Regions from separate parts of the Mus musculus genome. Here all the other regions are linked to region 1. A link is a contact called in public promoter capture Hi-C and targeted proximity ligation data. All regions are on one chromosome and are shown on one strand. The core of a region is the stretch at or near the end of the contact, and the rest is flanking DNA. Distances in the headings are between cores, read along the strand shown. Region 1 holds the start of Dpf2 (D4, zinc and double PHD fingers family 2). Region 2 holds the start of Aip (aryl-hydrocarbon receptor-interacting protein). Region 3 holds the start of Grk2 (G protein-coupled receptor kinase 2). Region 4 holds the start of Actn3 (actinin alpha 3). Region 5 holds the start of Esrra (estrogen related receptor, alpha).

Region 1 (2,880 bases), core at 218-2,717:
CTTCCAGGGGAATAAGGGGGGTCCAACAAAGAGAAAGGCAGGGTAATAAAGACTTAACTTCTGAGTCCAGAAGGAGAACTATAAAATTGGTAAATTAACAGCCTCATTTCTAAATTGAGGGAAATGTCAGCCTGAAGAGAGCCGGGGATCCGGAGTGGGCAGATCACAGAGATAATAGCGTTGGGAGGAGGGGTGGTTGAAATAGGCAGCAGGATGAAGCCAAAAGCGAGATTAAAAAAAAAAAAAAAGCCACAAGAGAAGGCACTTAGCTTAATGGAAGTGGAAAAGCATTTTCAAAGAAAGGGGCTGCAAGCAGCAGGGAAGAAGCAACTTAACCTTAAAAAAAATTTTTTAAAAGCCTCTTGGGACGATTGGGGCTCAGCCCACGACAAAGACAGATAAAGCTGCGAAAAGTCCTCCAGAATGGTTCCAAAACCTTTACTTTGTCATCCAGAATCCAAAAGCTTTGATTGGACAGCTGAAACACTTCAATTTCTCTATCCTTACATCACGTCTAACATGGCCATTAAGGGAAGAGAAGGCCATTCTTAAATCCAATGGGCACCCCGTTCCAAAACTCTGATTCTTCTTCAAGAAGGAAGGAAGAGCCTCATCCAAACATCTCCAACTGAGGGGAAGCGACTAGCAGGCCAGTCCCCGTTCCCGGTGTCGCCCAACAACCGTTTATTTCAGCTCCACTGGAAATCTGACCCGCACAATGGCATCTGGGGGACAGAGAACGCCCACCTCAGGGCTCCTGCGGACTGGAAGGCCATCTGGCTCCGGTCTAGTTCCCCACTCCCCGAAGTTCTGCTCTTGGACCAGTTCTTCCCAAGAACATTTTTAGTTTCGTGGACCCCGGATTTCCCGGTTAACGTCACCAGGCTGCTTAAGTCTTAGGACTCCGCAGGGACGGCGGAGCCTATGGCCCCAGGGACGGCGGTGGGCGGGGAGGGGACCCCGATCTCCTAGTGCCGCCGGCCTCGGCTTGGCGGGACTGACGCGTCTCCAGAGAGGGGCCAGGGACCGTGAGCCTCTCCTTCGCAGCCCGCAGCTCCGCTCGGGGCTCGGCCCGCGAGGAGGACACCCGTCGGGGGCTCCGGTGTGCCCCCCTCCAGTCCTCCACAAGTTTCCAAAAGAAGCCCAGCGCCGTCTCCCGAGTCTCCTGTTGCCCTCCCTCCCAGCAGTCGCACAGCAAGGACTTCCCGGGCATGTCCTTCTCTCTACCTTGTCTCTTCCCGCACCTCCCTCTCTACTCCCAGGTCCTTTACAAGATTTCTGGTACATGAGAGATTAAAAAAGAAAAAAGAGACAAACAAACAAAAAAGACCACTCACAGCTTCACTACATTCTCCACCACAGCCGCCATCTTCCCTGTTCCTCTCCCTCAGGCCGGGAGGCCCCGAAACCTACAACGCGCAGGCGCTAAGCCTTCTCAGGACACAGGGTCCTCGACCCTCTGCGCAGGCGCAGCTAGGGGGTGCGCGCACGCACAGGCCCACGAGAGCGAGCGCTCGAGAACGACCTGTCCTGAAGGAGCCTAGGATCCCAGTGCGCAGGCGCGATTGGAAAACTTACATGCCCTCTGCAGCTCATTCTAGAGATCCGTCTCCCCTCCATTTAGTGACGCCTCAGCTAGGAGATCTGGCTCGGTTGGAAAGTGAGAAAGGTAAGTGAAAAGGCCACGCGGATAGGCTAGAAGTTGCAAACAGTGTCCTGCCTGGCTGGCCGTTAGCCACGAGGTTGACACACAGGGAGAGATTGGTGGGTAGGTAGTGAAAGGTCAGAGTCCCAGTCCTTTAGGTACCTCTGTTCCCAGTCAGCCCATTTTAGAGAATGGAAAGTGAGTGCCCAAAATGGGCTGTTCTTGGGCCTGACTCTCATTCGGACAATTCCTGCCAGTAAACCCGGTCCTTGAACTTCACTGGCACCCACCTCTTCTCTCTTGCTTGCCTCTCTCTCCCTCTTCCTCTCCCTCTCTCTCCCTCTCCCCTCTCCCTCTCTCTCCATTCCTTTGCTCTGTATGTCTGTCTTTGTGTGCGTGCATGTGCCATAGCATATGTGTAAGAGTGAGAGAGCAGCTTGGGGATGTGAGTTCTTTCATTCTACTTTGTACCTGGGGGATGGTGGTCAGGTTGTCAGGCGTGGTGCCCAGAGTCCGTATCTGCTGTGTCATCCCACAAGCCCTTGATTGCTATTACCAAGCCATTCTCCACATTGAAAGTTTTCACTGGTGTGACTAGCCCTCTTAGTTCTATACTATTTATTTCTCCTTCAGTATCGAGTTATGCAAATCCATGAACAAACATGTTTCCCCTTAAAGAAGAAACCAGCCGGGCGGTAGGGGCACACACCTTTAATCCCAGCACTTGGGAGGCAGAGACAGGAGGATTTCTGAGTTTAAGGCCAGCCTGGTCTACAAAGTGAGTTCCAGGACAGCCAGGGCTACACAGAGAAGCACTGTCTCAAAAAAACAAAAGCAAAAACAAAAACAAAACAAGAAGAAGAAGAAACCAACAGGACTCCCTTAAGCCCATTGGCACTGCATCTCAGCCCATTTCTTTTCACTCTTTCTAAGCAGATTTTCATTCGTATTCTGTACTGCCCTGTTTTCCTAGGCTCTCTTCTGCTTACTGAGTGCTTTTGTTCCCACCAGGCCTTTTGAAATAACTCCTAACAAAGTCACCAAACCTCGGTTTCAATGGATTTAGAAGCGATCTACTCTCTGTCCATGTTGGACCTGATATATATGTGTATATGTATATGTATGCATAGATTGTCTTTTTTTCTTTAGGAGGTAGGAGGATTGCCACAAGTTCAAGGCCCATGCAGGCTACACAAGCTCCAAGCCACTGGGGCTACATAGAAAACCTGAGGGAC
Region 2 (2,880 bases), core at 202-2,701, 1.8 Mb before region 1:
CTTAACCCTGGTGGTGTTACACTTATTTCTGTATTTGGGGGCTCACATGTGACATCATGCTTGTATGAGGTCAGAGGACAACCTGCAGAAGTCACTTCTCTCCTTCTACCATCTGGGTCCTGGGGATCTGACCCAGGCCATCAGGTTGGCAGCAAGCACTCTATCCACTAAGCCACCTCACCAGCAGAAGACGGTCCCCCCTCCTGAGCCCCAGTGATTGTTTAATCCTGCCTGCTTCTATTTACCACGTGCCCCTGCTCACAGATTAGTCTTATATTAGTTTATCCTAAGCTTTTCCATCTAGCATCCCTCTTGCCAGGCTCCTTCCAAAGCCTGTTCTCTATCTCCATCTCTCTAATTTTAAGACAGGGTCTCATTGAGTGTCCTGAGCTGGCCTTGAACTCATGCTGTAGCCCAGCTTCACCAGCGGCTGAGACTGTAGGCATGGGCCACCAGGCCCAGCTTGTAGATCCCCTTTTCAAGCACAGCTGATCACTACCACCACATGCCTGCCCTCTGCTCTCAGCATTTACCCCTCACCACATCAGACTAGACTCTCTGCCTGCTGGCTTAACACCACTGGCCAGAGGGCATACATTCATTCACAGAATTCTTGCTTTTGGCTTCACTGGTATCAGCTCCACAACTGTGATTAGAGATCTACAGCAACAAAGCAGGGGAACCTAGAGGTATGGAGTGCCTTAGGGAGGGGCACCTGAACTTGGTGCCCAGATATAAAAGCAATGCTACCATCTATCAGAACGCTGACATAGGAGTTTGGTCTGGAAAACTGGATCTCTGGGACTCTGTGTTTTTTTTAGTTCCAGGACCTCAGTTTCCCTATGTAAACAATGAGAATTGTCCTAGATGGTTTCAGAAGGCCCCTTTACTCAAAACTGCATGAGCTTTGAACCTTCAGGTACGGGTATCAGCACTGAGGTCACACCCACACCAAACCATTTTGAGATGACTGACACCCACCCCTGTCCAATGCAGTCCTAAAGCAAAGCCAAGGGGCGGAGTAGACATATCTGAATTAACTCCCACTTAAATCCAGACCAATCAGCGTCGAGCTCGGCATGTGAGAGGTAGCCTGACTGGCAGCTGCTCTCTGGGCATGCGCAACCTCTCACCTACGGCCTCCTCCCGCCTCGCATGCGCACCGCGCTTCAGAAGAGACGCTGGGAAAGTGGGGAGAGGATGGACACAAACCTTAGTGCCATCCTGAAAGTCCGGCAACTCTCCTCGGCCCTCCTGTATCACACGCTTTTGGATCCCGTCCTCTCGAAGTCTTGCGATGAGATCCGCCATCCTCCTTCCCCGCTGCTCCCTTTCGGCAACTTCCGGACTCGCTCGGTAGCTTCCGGACCTGTTTCGGCAACTCCTAGCGCCTCGGCAGCTTCTGAGCAAGCGCCATTTTGACTGAGGGCAGAAGCCAAAAAAGGGAGGGAATGAAGAAAAGAGCCGTGATTGGTTCCTAATGCTACGGCTTTAACGCGGCACTGGGGGCGGAGCCTGAGCCTGCTTAGGGGCGGGCCTTTGGTTGTCCCTCCCCTGCCAGTTGTGCTTAGTTGGCTTTATAGGGGTTGCAGCTCTCCTAGCTGTGTGCCACTCCATTTAAGTTGTAGATGCCCTATTATCGGCACTTCAGTTAGAAAAATGAAAAACGAAAAACACCGCTTCACCTGTGTATTCCCTTTGGGCCTTTTTTGTTTTGCTTTGTTTTGTTTTTTAGAGGCAGGGTTTCTCTGTGTAGCCCTGGCTGTCCTGGAACTCACTTTGTAGACCAGGCTGGCCTCAAACTCAGAAATCCGCCTGCCTCTGCCTCCCAAGTGCTGGGATTAAAGGCGTGCGCCACCACCGCCCGGCCCCTTTGGCCCTTTTATTTTGCATACTTTAGCATAAGTTATAACATCTAGATTCTGGACTCTAGATTCACTTGTCTTAAGAAAAAAAAGGAAGGAAACCCGGTGTGGTGACACATACTTCTCTGTAGTGTCTTCATCCCTTATATCATAACCAGGAAGATTATTTTCTTTCCCCTGAGCCCCAAGTCACATACTCTGACTGCTTCACTTTCCAGCAAAAAGTCTTGAGGGGCTGGAGAGATGGCTCAGCAGTTAAGGGCACTGACTGCTCTTCCAGAGATCATGAGTTCAAATCCCAGCAACCACATGGTGGCTCACAACCATCTGTAATGAGATCTGATGCCCACTTCTGGTGTGTCTGAAGATAGCTACAGTGTACTTATATAATAAATAAATAAATAAATCTTAAAAAAAAAAAGTCCTCAGAGAGGGGACTTTCTGAAGGGAAGAGGAAACATGCTTGGGTTTGTTTTCTATCAACACAGAGAGCTTACAGGCGAGCTAAGTAGTCTGCTGTACTCATCTTGCAGAAAGTACAACAGAAGGAAAGCTGACCGATATGGCTGATAAGTATACACCAGAGCATGAAAGATGTAGATAGATAAAAATAATAACATATTATCCAGGTTGTTGTGGTACACGCCTTTAACCCCAGCACTTGGGAGGCAAAGGCAGGTGGATCTCTGAGTTCAAGTTCAGATTGGCCTACAGAGGGAGTTCCAAGACAGCAAGAGAAACCCTGTCTTGAAAAACTAATGATAACAACAATAACAACAACAATAATAATAAATAAAATGTTAAGCTAGGGACTGAGAGTGTAGCTCAGTGTTGGAACATTTGCCTAGCATTTGAGAGGTCCTGGGTTCTTTCTCTAGCATACACACACACACAAATTAAGCTAATTTAATACACTACATAATCCTATCAGTATTCTCAGTGAAATATCAGTCACGAAAAAAATAGCGTATGGCCTGGAGTGATGACTCAGCAGTTAAGAGCACTGTACTTCTTT
Region 3 (2,880 bases), core at 117-2,616, 1.6 Mb before region 1:
CATAAAACTCGAAGCTGAGAGCCCTGATGTGGAGGCCAGGTGACACTGCACAAGCCATTCCAGTCTGAGTTGTTTCCCCTCTCACACACACACACCTTGTTCTATGGGAACAAAACTACACCTGTCTCACTCGCTCTCTGGTCTCCTGTGCAGCTCAAATAGGAAGATAAGTCTATTTACCATAATATACTGGACAAGCCCCAGCTACACCTCTCACATCCTGCCCTGTTCTGCACCCACATCCTGGACAGTTTAAACTTTGATACCAGGTGCGATGACATCAGTTGTCTTGTAGAGAGGTGGCAGCATGGTCCATCTGCTGTAGGATGGGAGGTCCCCTGGTCAAAAGTACCCATAAGGAACCACAAGTGGGGAAAAGGGTAAAGTAGGGACTTCCCTCACCCACCGGAGCGCAGCCCTCAGGAATGGTACACTGCACTGTCCCCAGAAAGCACTCTCAAACCCAATCCCATAGTGACCCCACCATAGGGGAAGGCAAAATAAATAAATAAATAAATAAATAAATAAAAGTCTTCAAATTGGTCCTCTTCACTCCACAAACCTCACAAGAGTGTTACCCACTCCACGGGGAGTGGATAGGGTAGTGGAATACCAACGGGAGCAACAGACTGTGTGATACAATCGGGTAAACAGAGGCAGACTTGAGGAAGGGAACCACAAGGGAACACGAGAGGGTAGAGGGCAGAGCCAAGCATCAGGGTGGAAAGAAGGCTGCAGCAGAGTCAGGGGCTGACAGCGACCAGGCCGGGCAGTGAGATACAGGAAGCGGCAGGGCGGCCCAGGGCTAGGAGCTTGGACTTGGGGCGCCCAGGGCTTGCGGACACCAAGCCTTGCGGCGGCAGGGACAGAGGAAGTCTCCGGGTCCTGGGGCGGCCAGAATAATGGGGTCTCCGGGGCAGAAGGTCCCCGGAGTAGAAGGGGTTCCCGGGTCCTGGGGCAGAAGGTCCCCGGAACCTGGGGCGGAGGGGGTCCCTAGGGCACGGGATCCCGGGGCGGCGCGTGGGGCCCGGCACAGGCGGGCTCACCTGGGCTCTGGCAGCAGGATCTTCTTGCTGGCGCGCGCGGCCGGCGTGGCCTTGCTCTTCTCCATGGCCATCAGGTAGCTCACATCGGCCAGCACCGCCTCCAGGTCGGCCATCTTGGCGGCGGCGGCGGCGCTGTTCCTCCCGCCGCCCGAGGCTCCGCTCCGCTCCCGCTCGCTCGGCCCGGCCCGGCCCGCGCGGCTTGTGGGCCTCGGCGCCGCCGCCGCCCCGCCCGGTCCTCGCTCGTCGCCGGCTCACAGGCGGCGCCGCCCCATGGCGCCGGCTCGGGCCCGGCCCGGCTCGCGCTCCGCTCCCGCCGGGACTGCAGTCGGGGCGCCGCCGCCGCCGCCACCACCACCACCACCCGCTCGCCCGCGCCCCGGAGCTGCCGCCGCCGCCTCCGGCCCCGCCTGCCGCGCACAGCGCCAGCGAGCCGCCGAGGGGCCGAGCCGGGCGGGCGGCGGGCGGGCGGGCAGGCGACAGCGCCCCCTAGAGGCTGCACCGCTCGGGTCCGAGACACGGGTCTCAGTCCTGGTTTGTTACCTGAGTCTTCCACCAAGGACTCTAGGATGACCTCAGACCCCAAGCCATGACCACAAACGCGGATCCCATCTCAGCATGCTAGACTGCACGCTCCACTAGGGCCAAGACCGTGGGTCCTAACAAGAATCCTGACACCGACCAAGACTCCTATACTCAAATTTCTGAACATTCTCTCAGAGTCACACCATCATTACCACCCCTGACTCCTGACCTGACCAGATGACAATCCTGACTTCAAACTCCCAACAGGACCCCAGACTCAGAGCTTGGGCCGCACTCCTGACATGAACGTTTGTTGTTGTTCTTGTTTTAGAGAGGGTATCCCCGTGTAGCCTTGGCTAGTCTGTAACTCACTATGTAGACCAGGCAGACCACTAATTCACAGCGATCTGCTTTCCTCTGCCTCCCAAGTGCTGAAATGGATTAAAGGCATAGTCCATTAAACCACACTCTGATGAACGCCGAACTCATTAATTGATCGATCGATTGACTGATCAGTTGATTGATTGTGTATGCACATGTGGAGGTTAGAGGACAGACAATTTGACCATCAGTTCTCTCTTTTTACCACATGGGTCTCTAGGGATGGAACTCAAGGTCCTCAGGCTTGGTGGCAAACATTTTACCCACTGAGCCCTTCTGTGCCTTCTTCCTTGGCCAACTCCTGTCTACTTTACCTGGCTAGCACACGAGAGGCAAAAGCAGGTGTCTTTCTGTAAAGTCAAAGCCAACCAGGGCTATAGAGTGAGACCCCGTCTTAAGCAAATGAGTGAAAGCAATTTAAACTGCACACCTCTCTAGAGCACCTCTTTGCTTTCCAGGCTGCCAGGACACTCCCACCCCAGGCATGGACACTTAGAACCTGATTCTCCTGCCAGTTCGTGTCCAGCAAAGCAAGTATCCCGACTCCCCTGACTTCTTGACTCCTTCAGAAGAAAACAAATCCTATTAGGGGAGAAAGGTTGTCAGCGGACGACATCTCTAGACAGATCCTGCCTCTACTTCTCCTTTCCTAGGTCACCACTACAGCCTCCTGAGAGTCCTCTGACCTGTCCATTTCTCAGGGTTCCTAAAACTGCCCTCTGATACAGGCTCTGACCAGAATGGCTGTCCCCAAATCTAGATCTGATGGGATTACTGTACATTCAAGGCCAAACAACAGCTGTCTAGTGCCCCAGAGCTACCAAGAGTGAAAAGTCCTGTTTTTGTTTCTGGTTTTGGTTTTTCCAGACAAGGTTTCTCTGTGTAACCCTTGCTGCCCTGGAACTCACTCTGTAGACCAGGATGACTTTGA
Region 4 (2,880 bases), core at 140-2,639, 1.0 Mb before region 1:
TGCTTGGAGACAGGTGCAGGGGGAGGGGGAGGGGGCTGGGGGGGAGGGTGGATCATCCCAGGCCTCATTCCATTCAGCTCAGGCTTCTCACCCCCCCCCCCCCCCCCCGCAGTCAGCTCCTGTCATCTAACACAGCGGAAACGATCTGCTTGTAAATTCTGGGGTTCTCAGGTCTGCAATGCCCTCTACTTTCCTAAAAGCACGCACAATTGGCAAAAGGCAGGTTCCATGGCTTCATGGTGCTCACCCTAAGCCTGGCCTTCAGAACCCCAAAAATTCCTCAGTTCGGATGGAATCATTTTCTCTTCAGGGAACCCAGGTGTCCTGCTCCCTCCTCTTGGTAGCCAGGGGTGAAATGATCCAGGGAAGGAGGGGGCAGTGCCCTGCAAGGCTGAGCCTGGGCAATGGCTGCCCTCATGGCCCTCTTGAGCTCCCACAAAGGCGCTGCCTCAGCACAAGTGTCCATGTGGGAGCCTGGGTTAGGTTACTGGTAAGGGGAGCCGGGGCTCCCCTCCTCCTGACCTTCTGGCCTTTTCAGCAGACTCAGGGCTTCTAGACAGGGAGGGGAATCTTGGGAAAGAGTGGGGTGAGGCAAGGAACAAAGACCCTCAGATGGGGGCATTCTTTTCTTCCTCAGTACACAACAGGCTGCCTGCCTATCTGTGCCCTTTTCTGGGCCTCAATTTCCTCCATTGTCAAGCCAGTAGAGGGATCCACCCATAGCAGAAGACAGAGTAGAGGATGGGAAAGAATATGAGACAGCTGTTCTCTCCTACACCCCAAATCCACTGGTTGTGTGTCTGGCATGTTCTCCTCAGGATGGGGTCTAGGGATACTTAACTGGAGACTAAAGGAACATAACTTTCTGAGAACCCCTCACCTCCCATCCAAGAATGAGTTGGGTCTCTTGGACCTTGTCCAAAATCCACTTTCACCAACACAAGAGGGGCAGTGGGCTTAAAGTTATTGGGGAGTCACTGAGGGACTCCACGGTGTCCTTGATATCCTAAATCCCTATGAGAACTCTTCTGATCTTTGAGGACAGCATATAGCTGGTGGGCAGAGCCTGGTTTGGGGAGCTGCACTCTAGATTACAGCCAGGCTCTGACCTTGAACTGCCCAGATGCCCGAGAAGAACTGCCTGGCCTCCCAGCCTCAGTTTTTGCCTTTGGGAAATGGGTGAGCACTCACTTTCCGCTGCTGTTTCTCCCAGGCCGGGTCCAACAGCAAGTCGCGGTCCCAGTCCTCCTCCTGTTCCATGTACTCGCCGCCCCCACCGCCAGAGAAGGGCCCCTCCCCGGCCCCCAGACCCTCGGGCTGCATAACCATCATCATCTTGCTCAGGCTCTTGGCTCCGCTCTGCTTCACTGGGCGAGCTCCTGCACACTCAGGCCGGGTTAAGTAGGGCCCGGTCCAGCCCCCAGATCGGGTTCGTACTAAATATGGGGTACGTGGGTGGGGCCAGATAGGGGGCGAGGGAGGTTGGGAACTGGACCAGAGAAGAGATTGTGCTGGAGTCAAAGATTGCGGAATCGCGGGGGATGCTGGGATGACTACTGGCCTAGATAGTGGGTTCGCATTTTAGCTCTGTGGTTAACTTGCTGTGTGATCTTGGGACAGCCATGGACTTTGTTTCCTCATCTATTAAGTGGATTCCAAGTGGTGGCTGTAGGCATCCTAAAGGCTGCCCCTTGGACCTGAGTCTGTCCCTCCTAAGCATTGCGCTCGAGAAACAGACCCCTATTTCTATTTCACAGTCTGTAACAGCAAGTCAACAAGTTGTTTGGGGAGTTTTCTAGGGTGATGGAGACACCCGAGCATGGGGAAAGGCTCAGGGCCAGATGATAGGGCCAGCCAGGTCTATTAATACCGGGGCGGCTGTAGAGGAGTGTAGGGAGAATGTGCTGAGCCGGGAAACCCCGACGCCCCGGGGGCTGCAACTCAATCCTCATGGAGTGGCAGCAAGCCACACCAGGGGCGGCTACTGCAGTACGCTGGGCGGACTGCTTCTTTTTGACACCTGGGCAGCATCACCAATCAGATTTTCGAACATCTGGTCAGTTAGCCAATCACTTCTCCGTATCTGTGGCCCCTCCCTATAAGTCTGGCGCGCGCAACGCACCCCCTGCGGAGCTCCTATTGGTTGCAGGAGACGTCAGTTCGCTGCTAGGCCCTCCCCAATGCGGAAGCAGTGGGATCCCAGCGATCGGAAAGCCGGTGGGTCCGACCATGGGGGAGTCCTGGGCAGCTCGGGGCGCAGAAGGAGCGCCCGCGCGGATGCCACTGGTACTCACCGCGCTGTGGGCCGCCGTCGTGGTCCTGGAGCTGGCCTACGTGATGGTGCTGGGGCCTGGGCCACCCCCGCTGGGACCACTGGCCCGGGCCTTGCAACTGGCGCTAGCTGCTTATCAGCTGCTCAATCTGCTGGGCAACGTGGTGCTCTTCCTCCGCTCGGATCCCAGCATTCGGGGGGTGATGCTGGCTGGCCGCGGCCTGGGACAGGGCTGGGCGTGAGTGTTGGGCTCCGGGAGTCGGCGGGCAGAAGCAGGGGGTCTGGTGGTCGCTGGTACCAAGAAAGGACCCAGAACTTGAGGTGTCAGTAACCAGATGACGTTAGCATCCGGGTTGTTAGAGCCATAGAACTCCTTTAGAGCCTGGCACCCGCTACTTATTCATTCAGATATTGAGCAGCCACTGTTCCTAGGACTCAAGTGAAAACAGATGCCCGACCTCCTGGAGTTGATTTCAGTGGCGGAAGGTGCAGATAATAAAGATAATAATAAGCCAATAAAAAAAAAGCAAATTGCGTAAACTAGATGCTCAAGAATGATACAGAAACAAAAAACAGAGCAGGGTAAAAGAGGCGAGAAGTTATCTTTA
Region 5 (2,880 bases), core at 255-2,754, 1.0 Mb after region 1:
CTCTGAGGAACCCTTTGGACTGTCAGGACTGGCTGGCTCTGCCTTGATGTAGAGAGGCTCGATGCCCACCACCTGGCTGGACATGGTGCTGGTCACCTGCAGGGAAAGACCATCAGGGTCACAGGGAGGCACCCTGCCACATAGGTTGGGCAACACTGGGACTAAGCCAGGCTTCCAGGCTCAGCCAAGGAGAAGGAGGAGGCAGAGTCCAAGGAAGGGCTGCCCATGAAGAGGGCCCCCAGCTGTCGCCATGGGAACAGAGTCTCCAGAGCCTCTGAGGCCAGTAACTGACAGCAGGTCTTCCTCTTGGGAACCTGGGAGCGGCTTGGCAAGTCTAGCTCCCACCCAAGCCAGGAAGCAGGCTAACCTCAACCTGCAGGCAACTCTCAACCCCGAGCATAAGCATGATCCTCTCCTCAGTTTTCTCCAGATGTACTCCAGGAGGTACTCTCAAGTATTCAAGAGCATACTGAGGAACCGGGAGGGGGCTAAGGGGGGCCAAGGGGGGCGGAGGCAAAGGATATGGCCACTCTCTCAGGAGTTTCCACATGTCCACACATGCTCACACTCTCCTGGGAACCTTCCACTCACACATGGCCTTTAACCAGTCCCAAGTTCTCACATACTCCCAGCAAAAGAGCACACTCAATAAGCAAACTCACACTCAAGTCTTCTAATCCCTCACCACACTCTTGTAAGGGAGTCTCTCACCTCTGACACGCCACCCCCTCCAGCTTTAGCAAGCCCAGTCCAGCCACGCCGTGCAGGGCGCGGCTCCACCTCTTTTGCACCCCAAACCTGCAAGGTTCATTCTTACACTCCAGCTACCGCAGAGTTCACCACCTCTCGCGACCTCCAGGGCCGCCCCCCACCCCCCATTAACCTGCGCACACCTATGGGAAGTTGCCTGAAGTTACTAATCTCCCCTCCCCCCATTGCCCGCGGGGGACTTCTATCAGGTTATCAGGAAGTAAGAAGAGGCGACAAGGAAGAAGTTCTCCCTCGCGCTACGATGACCTATGACCCAGAGAGGAGGGTGGCCCAAAGCCCCTGCAAGCGCCCCCACGTGGCCTCAAGGGACCCTTTCAATTCCAGCCCACCCCGAGGACTCCCGCAATGCTCAAGGATCGATCTGAACGCTGCCCGGGGACTCGCTCCAAGGCCCGAGGCTAACTGGAGGCCAGGACCTGAAGCCAGTCCTGACCCGGCCGACGCACCAGGCGCGACCCCGCCCGCAGCCCGCCCCCCGCCCGCGCTTGCACATGGCCCCCGCCGCGCCCGCCCACCCCCGCGGCCGCCTTCCCCTCCGCCCCCGGACCTTGGGCTCCGGCAGGGCTGGCGGGCAGGCATGGGGGCCGAGCGGCCCGGAGCGCCGGGGTGAGCGGGGGCCGCCTCCTCCGGCCGCACCGCCCCGCCGCGCTGCGTCCCCCCTCACTCGGCGGCGCCGCTGGCTGCTTGTAGGACACAAAAGGACATCGCGGCTGCTTCCTACTCCGCTTCCTCCAGCTGACAGCGGAGGCGGGGCCGGCCTGCGCATGCAAAACAGGGGGTGGGGCCAGGTGCCCTATGCTAATATCCGAGGGAGGCGGCGGCGCCTGCGTACCCGGAGGACAGCGGGCAGGCCTTGTCGATACACACGCGTGCGCGGCCTCCTGTGGGCGGGGCCTGAACCTAGGGGAGGAGCGAAGACTAGGAACTGGTGCGGGAGAGAAGCCGGAGCACCCTTGCATCACGAAGGAGGGCGGTGCTCTGCCTTATAAGAGTGGGCGTAGCTGTTCAGTGAACTCACTCTGTGAGGGCGTTGAACGTGTATGTAAATGAAAGGCGGGTTTATGTAACTGCATATGCATAAGGGGTGGGGCCTAACAGGGTGCTGCTCCCCACCCCACCCCATTATGTTGATGGGACACTTGACAGATTTGGTAGATCAGCACCCCTGAGGACCCTCAAGTGGAGAAGCAGACCTAAAACATGCAAGTAGCCCTGGTTTGCGAGTTCCTCAAAGGCAGAGGTGAGACACGAGCGGACAAAACTCAAGGTCACTGCGGTGACCGAATGAAGGTCACGGGGAAAGGCGGGGCCACGTGCGTCCGCCTCACGCAAGCAGCCACGCACTGACTCTGGGACCATGCATAGACTCTTTAATTTCTCTAGGATTCAAATTCCATGCAGATGAGGTTGAGCTTGGGTTCGAGGGACCGGAAAGGACACGGAGCGGACGTCTCGTCGGCCACTTGAGCTGGAGGTTCACTGATCCAAAAAGTACAGCCTCTTGTTCCTGCGCTTCCTGATCCCTTCGATGTATCCCTGCAGCTCTTTAGTCATGAAGTGGTTCCTGCCAATCGTGGACCTATATGCTAGGGAGAGGGAAGAGCTGAGCTCAGGGCCATGAACAGCAGCAAAGGGCTTCCCCCATTTGAGGAACCACAGGTGATTTGAGGTGGCATTTAGTGCTGGATTTGGATCTGTGTTAGTTTGGGGAATTTTGGGTCTCCTAGGTGCGATGTGAAGAATGGAGGGGAAGAAGGCTGAAGAAGTTGCTGCAAGCCTGAACAGAGGCAGTGAGACCCAACCTCCTCCTGAGCCGCTCACTCTAACTAGTTATCTGGCCCTTTCTTCCCTCTATGTGCTCATATACCATGAGCAGAAGGTTACGCAGATAATCCAATATCCAGTACATTTACCCAAAAAAAATCCCGATGTGTCACAGCTCCCACACCTGGGAGTGAAGCAAAGCTACCCAAAGGCTGTCACTCCACTGAACAAGCAGAGAAAACAGACTTGCTAGAAAGGGGCTTATTTTAAGTCCTCTGAGTCACTCACTCCATTGAGTCGGCCTGTGCCTACTCTCTTGACTTTTAATTTTTAGGGCATCCTTGT

Evidence for each region. Promoter capture Hi-C pulls out the DNA fragments that hold promoters and counts their contacts.
Region 2: a promoter capture Hi-C map of liver shows a contact between it and region 1, with 2.3 times the contacts expected there. A contact is called at or near these places in 1 of 39 promoter capture datasets (liver) and 1 of 130 datasets of targeted methods (pancreatic cancer cells).
Region 3: a contact with region 1 is called in a targeted proximity ligation map of astrocytes, with 4 times the contacts expected there. A contact is called at or near these places in 1 of 39 promoter capture datasets (liver) and 1 of 130 datasets of targeted methods (astrocytes).
Region 4: a promoter capture Hi-C map of liver shows a contact between it and region 1, with 2.1 times the contacts expected there. A contact is called at or near these places in 1 of 39 promoter capture datasets (liver) and 1 of 9 other capture datasets (liver).
Region 5: a promoter capture Hi-C map of pre-B cells shows a contact between it and region 1, with 3 times the contacts expected there.

What each region holds. Positions count from the first base shown.
Region 1 is chr19:5,911,404-5,914,283 of GRCm38.p6, forward strand. Dpf2 (D4, zinc and double PHD fingers family 2) reads right to left here and starts at 1,468. Exons shown (of 11, transcript NM_011262.5): 1 at 1,338-1,468. The coding sequence starts at 1,369. Gm42067 (predicted gene, 42067) reads left to right here and starts at 1,551. Exons shown (of 2, transcript NR_168272.1): 1 at 1,551-1,669.
Region 2 is chr19:4,120,124-4,123,003 of GRCm38.p6, forward strand. Aip (aryl-hydrocarbon receptor-interacting protein) reads right to left here and starts at 1,452. Exons shown (of 6, transcript NM_001276284.1): 1 at 1,213-1,452. The coding sequence starts at 1,311.
Region 3 is chr19:4,304,856-4,307,735 of GRCm38.p6, forward strand. It overlaps Grk2 (G protein-coupled receptor kinase 2), which reads right to left and starts at 1,367. Exons shown (of 21, transcript NM_001290818.1): 1 at 1,047-1,367. The coding sequence starts at 1,159.
Region 4 is chr19:4,876,520-4,879,399 of GRCm38.p6, forward strand. It overlaps Actn3 (actinin alpha 3), which reads right to left and starts at 1,390. Exons shown (of 21, transcript NM_013456.2): 1 at 1,192-1,390. The coding sequence starts at 1,335. Zdhhc24 (zinc finger, DHHC domain containing 24) reads left to right here and starts at 2,149. Exons shown (of 3, transcript NM_027476.3): 1 at 2,149-2,510. The coding sequence starts at 2,230.
Region 5 is chr19:6,920,304-6,923,183 of GRCm38.p6, forward strand. It overlaps Esrra (estrogen related receptor, alpha), which reads right to left and starts at 1,505. Exons shown (of 7, transcript NM_007953.2): 1 at 1,319-1,505; 2 at 1-96. The coding sequence starts at 84. It overlaps Catsperz (cation channel sperm associated auxiliary subunit zeta), which reads right to left. Exons shown (of 5, transcript NM_001039494.2): 5 at 2,123-2,357. The coding sequence ends at 2,248.